Regions from separate parts of the Mus musculus genome. Here all the other regions are linked to region 3. Evidence: chromatin contacts called from public Hi-C data. All regions are on one chromosome and are shown on one strand. The core of a region is the stretch at or near the end of the contact, and the rest is flanking DNA. Distances in the headings are between cores, read along the strand shown. Region 1 has its middle 190 kb from the start of Gm30904. Region 2 has its middle 150 kb from the start of Gm30904. Region 3 has its middle 320 kb from the start of Gm30904.

Region 1 (3,608 bases), core at 344-2,843, 510 kb after region 3:
AGGGACGGGTTTTCGTTTTCTCTCTCTCTTGCTTCTCTCTCTCTTGCTTCTCTCTCTCTTGCTTCTTGCTCTCTTGCTTCCTGCACCCTGGCTCCTGAAGATGTAAGAAATAAAGCTTTGCCGCAGAAGATTCTGGTCTGTGGTGTTCTTCCTGGCCGGTCGTGAGAACGCGTCTAATAACAATTGTGTTTTTGTGTATCCAAGAATAAGAACATAGACAACTTTAATACATTCAAAAGAAAATGATTTGCCCGAAAATACACAAAGACTTTTTCTAGCTTCTCTTTGCACTTAGCGACAGTTTCATGTTAGTGGAGTTCAGGGAATGTACTTATTAGTTACTAGAGAAGATTGTGTTTCCAAGCTTGACTGTGGCTTCTACAGTTGTTTTGGGTTATAATCTTGAGTGAACAAACAAAAGAACCATACATTCTAAAAACACTGCAACCAAACATTTAATTATAGTCCTCCTGTGCTCAGCAAGGGAGGGAATAGTTACAGTGATAATTTTACAATGTAATGACAAAAATCAGTCTTTTCTAGTACTGTTCTGCACCCTGGGTGACATCCAAAGTGACCTTTTGGCAATGATGTTTCTTCTCTTTTTTCTCTCTCTCTCTCCTTTTTTTTTTCTTCTTTTTTTAACTGATTCACGTTACATCCAGCTCACAGCCCCTGTCCTGGTCACTCCCACCCATAATCCTTCACCTCTTCACCTCTCCTTCTCCTCTGAGCCAGTAGGACCCCTCTGGGTTTCCCTTCACTCAGGCACTTCAAGCCTCTGCGAGGCTAGGCACACACTCCCTCTCCCATTAAGGCCTGAGGAGACCACCTAGCTAGTAGAACCTCTCCCACGTATAGGCAACAGCTTTGGGACAGATCCCGCTCCAGTTATTCGGATCCCACATTAAGATCAACCTGCGCATCTGCTACATATGTCTAGCCCCTGTACGTTCTTTGGTTGGTGGTTCAGAGTCTGAGAGCTCCACGGGATAGTATGCCCAGATCATACTGTTCTAAAGAGAACTAAGCAAATGATCTAAACGCGCAGTATCGTGGTTGTTCTACTCTATCTTTTTTTTTTTATTTGAATCATGAATTTAGTTGGGACCTTTCACCCACATAATATGCCGTGTTCATAGTTGATTCCATTGTCTTCCCCTGTTTCCCCTACCCCCACTTGCTATTCTTCCCTTGAAGTAGCTCTCCTCTTTCCTTTTTATTTACTTTTGTATATATTTTAGGCATCTCAGCTTTTACAATAGTAGATTTTTATATTTCTTTTTTAATCCATCCTAATATACCTAGCTTTTTAAACAAAAAATATTTCTAAGGATTCTGATTTTTAATTTTATCTTCCATTCCCCTTTTCACTTCACAATGTCAGTGTGACTCATCCAATAGATTGATGACTCCCTTCCTCCCTCCCTCCCTCCCTCCCCTCCTCCCTCCTTCCCTCCTTTCTTTCCTTTGTCCCCTCTACCATCTCTTTTTCTCTTCTGTATGCTCTCCCTCTTTTCCTTCTTCTCTCTTCCTCCTCTCCCCCTCCCTGGCTCTCTCATCTTTCTATGGCAAAAATAGTCTCTAAATCTACATGTGGGTTTGAAAATTAAAACGTTTTAAAGTTTAACCCCATAAAAATTCCTCAACTGATCTGTGCATTCAGTTTTGTAGTTGCTACAAGGCATCCAACAGTGCCCTCTAATGCCAGTTTTTAAAACAATTGTTCCATACTTTTGCTTTAATCACAATGTTAAATCCTGTCATTTAGGAATCCATATCAAAGAATAAAATGCTATAAAATATTTACAATTTTAAAGACAAATTTTATAAAACATTTTCTTTAGATTTTAAAATTTAGTTAAATAATGTAATGTGATTACATTATTTTAACTCATCTTGATAATATTGTTTAATTACACTACTTCTGCTGATTGACACAATGTCCAACAAATTCTGTAAAGACACTTAGTAACAAATAATTAATCAAAACAGTATTTATTTTTAATGGCAAATAATAGTAACTTCTATATTAAATGCACAATTTATCACTGTAACTAGATGGATTTTTGGCACTTTCTAATTAAAAATTTTATAAACTTTGGCTAACCATATATATTTTAAGTATATAGCTATTAACTTTTTGGCTACATATTTGTCAGTATTTGTATCACATATTAAATCTGTTTTTATGAATAAATAATTTTTCCATTTTAAGTAGTAGTTCTATCAAAAATGTGAGGAGTATTCCAAAATTTTGTTTTTAAAAAAATCAAGTGGATAGCAACTACTATATGTACAAGCTTCTGGGTAAAGTAGAGTTGCCTTAGTATACCCCAGAAAATGAGAAGTCAGGGTAACACAGACTATTCCAGAGATAAGTAGAAGTGTACAGGAAGTCACAGAGAAAGCGATAGGGAAGCTTGAATGTATGTATGGGCACCTTGTGTGTACCTGGTGACTTTAGGATCAAAGGCATCAAATGCCCTGAAACTATCTAAGTAGGGCTGTTTGTAAGTCACTATATGGGTGCTGGAAAGCAAAGCCAGGTGTTCCACAAGAGCAACTAATATTCTTAACTGCTGAACCAACTCTCCAGCCCCATAAAAGTCTATTTTAAAAGCAAAATAATGGCAGCAAAGAAGAAAGAGATATTTCCACAAACCAAAACTATTTGCAAAGAGGTACCTGCTAGGGAAATATTCACAAATATGCGACTTCCCACAGCACAATTAAATACTACAAGCAAGAACATAGCAACAACAAGCACAACAACAACCTTGACATTCAATAACACACAAACAGTTGAATATCTTAATCTATTTTCAATTTATATGTTTTGTAGCCATTAAAGCTTCTAATAAACAATAATCATTATGTAACCTTAAATAAATAAATGTATCTGTTAAAAAATAGAAGTTGAATTATTTGTCTGTCTTTGTCCATGTCTATGCATCCATGTTTGTAATACATACAGAGACCAGAAGAGGAGATGAACCCTTTGGAGTAGCAGTTATAGGGATTTGTGAGCCATTGTACATGTTGGGAACTGAAGTCCCTTGATAGGGCAGCGAGTGCCTTTAACCTCTGAACTATTTATCTAGCCTCGCAAATTTTTCTACAGTAGACACATTAAAATGGCAAGTCTTTTCATCCGAAGTTATTACCTAAACATTTATGTATCTCTAATAAGTCTGTAAGTAGTGATCTCAGAATTTTGTCCTGGAACTTATTAAGATGATCTGAAAAGAACGGAATCACAGGGGTTGAGTATGGGAACCGGGTAGTGACACCAAGAAACACAGCAGTAAAAGAACCTGTGTGCGAGCTTCAGTCTGGAAAACAACAGAATTCAAAACAAAGCCCAAGGACGAGCTTTAGTCTATTAAATAAACCTAGCAATGATGGAGAGAGATGATGTTAAAAGAGAAAGAGGTCTGTCTCTTAACTAATCAACAGTGACAACAGGAATAAGAAAAGTCCGGAAGAAAAGATGGGGATTTCAAAAGGGATATAAAAGCTGAAGAGGAAGATATTTACTCCAGCCATACGAGATGTTACACAGCTTGGAGAGAAAATTTAAACCTGTTGTTCACATTGTCAGATTT
Region 2 (3,513 bases), core at 172-2,671, 470 kb after region 3:
CATGTTTTATCAGCACAAACTAGCTCATACAAACTTCTGTTATCTTCCAAAAACTTATCTTAGGTTTGTGTAACTCCATTCCCCAGGCAGATCAAAGACTACACGAAGCAGGCTGAGTACTAACATCCCATGCCTGTGATACTGCAATGTTCTTCTGACTCCAGAATAATATGATCAGCTTGCTTAAGCTCCTGCCACTGTGACTGCTCTGCTGCAACCGACAGTAACACGGAACTGGGGAGCTAAACAAATCCTTTCTCCCTTAAGTTGTGTTTGTCAGGCTACTTTATCACAGCCTTAGAAAACAAATTAAGACCATGTGTAATAACTCCACATTGAAATTAAAAGATGACTTTACAAAACTGTTCATTTTCCTTAAAGCATTACACATGAAGCCACGGTGGGATCAAAGCACCCGCATTGGTGTGTACTTGCTGAAACGCAGTGAAAGCGTATGCTTGCATCAAACAACTCAAGTGATTTGTAGCTTTATTTGTTCAATTTAAAAATGAAAAATAACACAAATGCTTACTTTTGGTTAATGGATAGACTATAGTAGACCCAGGCAATCGATTTTTCTAAAGAATTACAGGTGATAAATGCCATTAGTACAATAAACCTTTAAATAATAATGCTGAGCAAGTCAGGCTAAACAATATGTATAGTGTAACTTTTCAACAAACGGTACAAAAAGCACCAGTCATTGGTTGGGTATCAGAGGTAATGGGAACAGGTAATATGGAGGATATGAGGATAGTATCTATGTGCATAGATTGTGTTCCTTTTTGTGATTAATGATTCTCAAGAGTATACATGTGTCGAAAACGAGCAAAACGTTCTTTTTAAATATTTAGTTTGTTGTATGTCAATTATATTTAGATAAACTGTGAAAACATAAAATGAATCAAATTAAATAACTAACATGTATCCCAATCTGGGACATAAGGAATCGACAGAAACAGATTGTGCATTTATACAAGCCCTAAGGAGATAAGATATTGAAACCAGTAAGCTATTTTCTGCTCAGAGTGAAACCCAATTCAACTGTACATTTGCATTTCATTTATGGATTCTGGGAATGATGCACGATTTTAGAAAGATTTTACTTGAAAACAGGGTTGCTTTCAAATTGTTTTAAAATCATAAGCTCAGTTAGCTAACAATGGCAAGTAAGTTGAAAAGCTGTGCCCTTGAATATAATGAGGAAGTGTCAGTCTTCCATTGTTAGGACCATTTTCCTTGAGGCATGAGATCTCACCAGCAAAACACTTGAGCAGTTGGTGGATGCAAACGGATTGTAACTGCTGATCAGTCTCATGCCTGCAACATAACAGAGAAGCCACAGTTAGCTATTGTGCTGCAGATAGGAAGGACTATGGGTTTAATTTGAAACAACCTCCAACCATTGTGAACAAGCTCTAGCAACACCATCTGCTTCACAAAGGAGCAAGGCTGATGACTCAGTTCTGCATGGAGTTGGTTCCCTCCCACAACAACAGAAGGTAAGAGGCAGTCAGAAGCATTTGGGGGGAACTCATGCCTGCTTTTAAGGAGGATGATTTTTCTGTAGACAATACTGGCTGTGAACTCATGCTGATTAGCAGAGGAACCACTAAAGAACAGATACAGTTGGAGAGAGAAGGGAAACAAAGAATGAAATTTCCCTCTAACTCCATGCTCACTCCCCTGGTTTTCTGTACTTACCACTTCCAAAGGAATGCCTCTCCCAAGATCCAGTCTGGTTGCTTAGCTAGTGGAAGGCAGTCCTAAATATGACCTTACAATATTTAGCTAGGCACCATACTCATGATATCATTCAAATAAAAGTCATTATATAGTACTTTTCTTAATCATTTTTTTCTGTAACATGTAGAAGGTATTTAAATGCAAAGCAAGTAAATGAAAACAGTCTAATTCTCAAATATAATTAACAGTGAATAACTTAATAGTTACTAAAATGACAGCCAGATTATAAAATGTGGTTGAGAAAGACATTAGAGGTCCAAAACACTTAAAAAATAAAGTGGATCAAGTTCCTTACTTTCATGAAGATCTAGTTTCCCATATTTTAATGTCTGAACAGAAGTAAGGATACCTAGGAGTCCCTGAAGGACAACACCACCAATTACCATACTATTGAGAAATGCATACTTCTGTATGGTGTTCATATATGTTTCTTCCTATTCTAAAATTGGAATTGAACTAGAAACTAGAGTGTTTAAGTAGCCACAAGGCAGAAGGCTTGGCAATCCAGTACAATGGTGGAACAGAAGGGGAGTTTTCAGATCTGGCAATCGGCCACTTATTCTTTCCAAGGAAAGGTTTCAACGTACTTATAATAGTCACTGGCCATGAGATAATATTAACTACAAAACAGTCTGGATTTCTCACAGATGGAGAAAAGAAATTCTTTATTTTGATCCATGCAGATATTAGCCTATTCTGTTGATGAAAACTAAAATCCTTTCCTTGAGACTTAGTAAGAAAAAAATCAGTTCTTCACCAAATAAAGTTGAATAGTTTATTAACTTTGAAAAGAACTCTAGATATAATTCTTTCTTTCTCATATACATAGATAGATATGCATTTTATAATAAACTCATATTATGCATTGTATCACAACTAATTTGCCCAGTAAGTTATGTATGAATAATACATTATGTATGACATACAATCTGTACAATACAGACTTGAAAACATTGATAAAAATGATCCTTAAATATACTTTATTTTTCTATAATTGTACATAATTCTAATAAAATAATTTTAAAATTAAGCACAGTAAGAGACTACAAATAATAACTAGTAATCAAGTAGAAACATTATTTAAATGTTTATCACAAAACAAAGTTAGGATCTCTCTTCCTCTGAAATCTCATAATAATACTTCAACTACTGTTTACACACTGTGGTGGATGAGGGTAAATAGAAGTGCAGAGAAAAAGCATTACTGTATATCTCAAGAACCTGGAATTGAATCTTAACATACATACAATCTAGAACTATTTCTGCCAGATATTTAGTAAATAAAATGAGGATATTGATAGTACTAGCAGTAATAAAGGTATTCATAATATGAGCTTGCCTCAGGGATTTTCTAGAGTTCAGATAAGTGAATAGATGCAAAAATCATTACTTCAAATAATAACAACAACAACAACAACAAATGGTGCTCTCGAGGTTTCTAGCTGACAGCATTACATGTGACCAATACTATCATAAGGATCAGGAGACAATGATGAAATCACACTTGTTTCTTAGAAGATAGAATTTAACACAAAGAAACAAAAATCAATCACAAAGATTTGGAATTGTTGATTTCATTAGGAGGCTGCCTGTCAGATAGTCAGCTTTCCTTGGCCACTGATTCGACTTGGGCAATCTTAGGCATTGTCTGGTGAGTCTTGTAAGTTTCAGAAGCTTCCTGGGACCCGTAAGTTTTATTTTCTTCCTGAGTCTTCATGAGCAGCCCTATAGAATTGTGTGCAATGAGAAGTTGCAGCATGGCAGAAA
Region 3 (3,481 bases), core at 844-3,343:
TAAAGGAAGACAGGTGTGCATGAGTTAGAAGTGAGACTCAAGGAAGAGAATAGATTTGTGGGCCAAGGACAGCATTAGAGTTTTAGGTTTCTTTCCATTCCCACCATTCCCTTTAATCATATTAACACATGTCTCATATGACACATGGTGACAGTGAAGTTATAAGAGACTGAGTCTGTGTTAGCTCAGGTACTATTACCAACCTGAGCAGCATAATCAGGATTTGGAGCCATTGTTGCTGGATTTCAAAATTCTTAACATTTTAGGAAAATGGTTAAATAAATTATGCATATTTTCTACTTAGAGAATTAGTAAAAATTCCCTATGACCTTAGGATAGGGTATATTATCAGCATTAAATATGAACATTTTGAATTATAAAAATGTATTACAATATGATGTAAATTATGCAAATTATTATCATTATGGACACCTTTTCAGTGTGATTACCATTGTGGAAAAGTAAGATTTTTCCTAACTTTCAGGTTGGTTTCAGATTGCAATGACAAGTTCAAGCTGCATTGATTGGTAAATAGAAATACTGAGGTTAGTAACATATGTTGTCAAAAAATGATGACATTTTTATTTTCACCAGAAATTTTGTGCGAAATCTGTGGTATTAATGTGCTACGTAATAGCCTGTTAGTGTTTTCATGTTTAAAGTACCTGATATCAATGTCTTCTGAGCATTCATTTGGTGGTGAACTTTGAAATAAAAATAAAATCTGAAAATAGGATCGAACACATAAAACAGAACAATGCTACTATAGCAATGGCCTCAGTATAACAGTACAGTCTGCCAAACTTATGAGACACTCTGAAATACAGAGACAACTTTGGGGAAATTGGCATTATTTGAATGAGTAAAGCTTCTGTTTACAAAAATCTTCCTATGCCGAGGCAAAGATAATGAAAATTATATAGGGCCAAAGCTCATGAATTATAGCATCATAGAACTGTGGTCGTCAAAGTTCCAGGTGCTCCCACACTCTTAAATACTGAGGCAGGTTGTAAACTTGGTCATGAGGATTATGGAGACGACACGGTGGATAGAGGTTTCGCCATGCAGGAAGACTGAGCTTCGGAACTCTAGAACCCACTTAACAGCTATGTAGTTGTGGTGGCTACCTATAATTTCACTGAAGAAGCAAAGACAGAAGATGTCTGGTTACCTAGGCAACCGGGTTCCGGATGAGATTGTGCCTGAGTATAAAGTGGAGCACGATCCAAGAAGATGCCTAGTATTAACGTCAGCCTCCACAGGTATGTGCACACGTGAGCAAATATGAGTACACACACACACACACACACATGCACATACACACATGCACACACACACATGCATATACAGAACACATGAAAAACTACATGAATGAAAAGGTCTTGTGTTAACTGTTTTTACATGACCATAGTTTTTCCAGTCCCTGTTGTCTTATAATAAAATCCCCAGACAGGAGGAAGGATGTTATAAATATTGTGGATACTTCTAACTAAGCAGTGAAAAGAAGGCAGCACTGTTAGAGGTAGAATGCTGAATACTGGCCACGCCTCCGAGACTTCATCTGCATACAGAACCCCCATCATCAGTGTTCTGAACAATCATGGATGCGCTAAGAAATTCCCACGACCTAGCCCTGTTTTCCAGAGCCCTTTGCAGTATCCTAACTTTAGCATTGGAAGCAGCTTTTCTTCTGTCTCTTCTTGCTATTGGAGGGATAGACAGGCGTGTTGGTATAGATGTCATCCCTTGCATTCTGGGGAAATAGAACAGCTAATTAATAATCCAAATTAGCATAATCCCCGGTTTCTGCTCCTAACAGTCAGCAGGGATAGGTTTTGAATTTAGAGAAGAATTCAAAGAATTTTGACACTGTACAGCAGTGACCCTACAGTCATTAATCAAGATGCTCAGGTTTTACTGACATGGGTACATGACAAAGTTATACATGGCTTACCACTGGCTGCCTAGCAATTGCAATTTTATCTGAAACTGAAAAAAATGCCTTTAATTAACCATGTTGTAGCACTGTCTGCATCTTAGCACTTGGAGTGTGTGCTGACAAGGAACTGGGCAGCTTACCAGTATAGAAAAAGTCCATAATGTAACAGATAAAAGGGTTAGGAAATAACATAATAAACTTCTGAGCCAACAAGCAGGAGGACTGAGTTATGTGAGAACTCACATGTGTAATGCAGTGCATTTGAAATCTAGTACTGGGGAGGCAGAGACACATAGATCCCTGGTACTTGGTATTCAACTCATCTAACCTACTCAGAAAGTTCCAGGCCACTGAGACCATGTTTCAAAAAAGATAATCTCAAGAATACAGAATACACCCAAATCAATCTTTGAGCCTTCATATGTGTGTACCCATCCTATGTGAACATACACATACATGCTCATAGGTACACACAGACACAAAAAGTGACAAAAAAAGACCATTGCTGTGCACTTTATATCTACTGTGAACAGACACCATGACTACCTGTGTGCTGCCATGCTTTCTGCCGTGGTGATAATGGAATGACTCTCTGACACTGTTAAGCCAGCCACAATTAAATGTTTGCCTTTGTAAGAGCTGCCTGGGTCATGGTGTCTGTTCACAGTAATGAAATCCTAACTAAGACACCACCATATCAGACTTTCTATGTGTGTTACTGGGGCCTAAATCTAGAGCTTTCAGTATATGTTGAATGAGCTTCCTCCTCAGTCCTTGGTGTTTGAGGAAACAGGGTCTTATTCTGTAGCCCAGACAAGCACCCAACTTGTCATCTTCCTGTCTTCCTCCTGAGTGTAGGATTATAGCTATGTACCTCTATGCTTGCAACAACTTCTACATCTGATTATATATATAATTTTAAAATATGTTATATATATTTATATTATATATTTAAAATTTAAAATATATAGAAAATTCAGATGTGTGTATGTGTGTTTATGTGTATGAATCTATGTGAATTTATGCTTTATGTATGCAGTTTGCAGAGGCCAGAAGAGGACATTGGATGCCTGAATTTGTGTTTGTAAGCCACTAACATAGTTGCTAGAAAGTGAACATGGAACCTCTCGAAGGGCAAGAAGTCCTCTTAGCAATTTAACCATATCTCCAGACCCTATTTCCTCCTTTTAACTGTCTTAAGCCTATAGTCACCATTGTGAGGTGCGCAAATTCCATAAATCATTCCTCGTGATGATATTTGGCATTTCATTTTACAAAGAATCAACTGAAAATGCCTGTTTCCCATTAGAACAAGTTCAGAAATAAACACAATGGAAGTTAATTTTATTGGGAGTTTGCTTGATATTTTTCATAAATAAATATCTCTGGGAGCTTGTTCTATTATACAGGTGCTGAAGTCACAGAGAAGCTAAAATATTTACACCCGAAATAATGTAATCAATTTCAAACATTATATATCCAAAATTCCATTATTCCAGACATTATTACGTAGAATGGTTGATTGCAATGTCAAATGCTGCA

What was found. Hi-C and Micro-C count contacts between places; a contact is called where the count stands out from the background.
Region 1: a contact with region 3 is called in a Hi-C map of forebrain, with 6 times the contacts expected there. The contact joins two enhancer-like sites. A contact is called at or near these places in 3 of 484 Hi-C or Micro-C datasets (cerebral cortex, cortical neurons and forebrain).
Region 2: a contact with region 3 is called in a Hi-C map of forebrain, with 5 times the contacts expected there. The contact joins two enhancer-like sites. A contact is called at or near these places in 1 of 484 Hi-C or Micro-C datasets (forebrain) and 1 of 115 datasets of contacts at active chromatin or transcription factors (neural progenitor cells).

What each region holds. Positions count from the first base shown.
Region 1 is chr2:8,535,423-8,539,030 of GRCm38.p6, forward strand. No RefSeq gene overlaps it. Among named protein-coding and RNA genes, the nearest start is that of Gm30904, 190 kb to the left of the region's middle. Within about 2 kb of position 1,594, at least 14 of the 459 cell types and tissues checked have an H3K27ac peak or open chromatin away from gene starts, as enhancers often do. A contact at or near this core is called in cortical neurons and forebrain, where this site is marked.
Region 2 is chr2:8,497,315-8,500,827 of GRCm38.p6, forward strand. No RefSeq gene overlaps it. Among named protein-coding and RNA genes, the nearest start is that of Gm30904, 150 kb to the left of the region's middle. Within about 2 kb of position 1,422, at least 20 of the 459 cell types and tissues checked have an H3K27ac peak or open chromatin away from gene starts, as enhancers often do. A contact at or near this core is called in forebrain, where this site is marked.
Region 3 is chr2:8,025,693-8,029,173 of GRCm38.p6, forward strand. No RefSeq gene overlaps it. Among named protein-coding and RNA genes, the nearest start is that of Gm30904, 320 kb to the right of the region's middle. Within about 2 kb of position 2,094, at least 6 of the 459 cell types and tissues checked have an H3K27ac peak or open chromatin away from gene starts, as enhancers often do. A contact at or near this core is called in cortical neurons and forebrain, where this site is marked.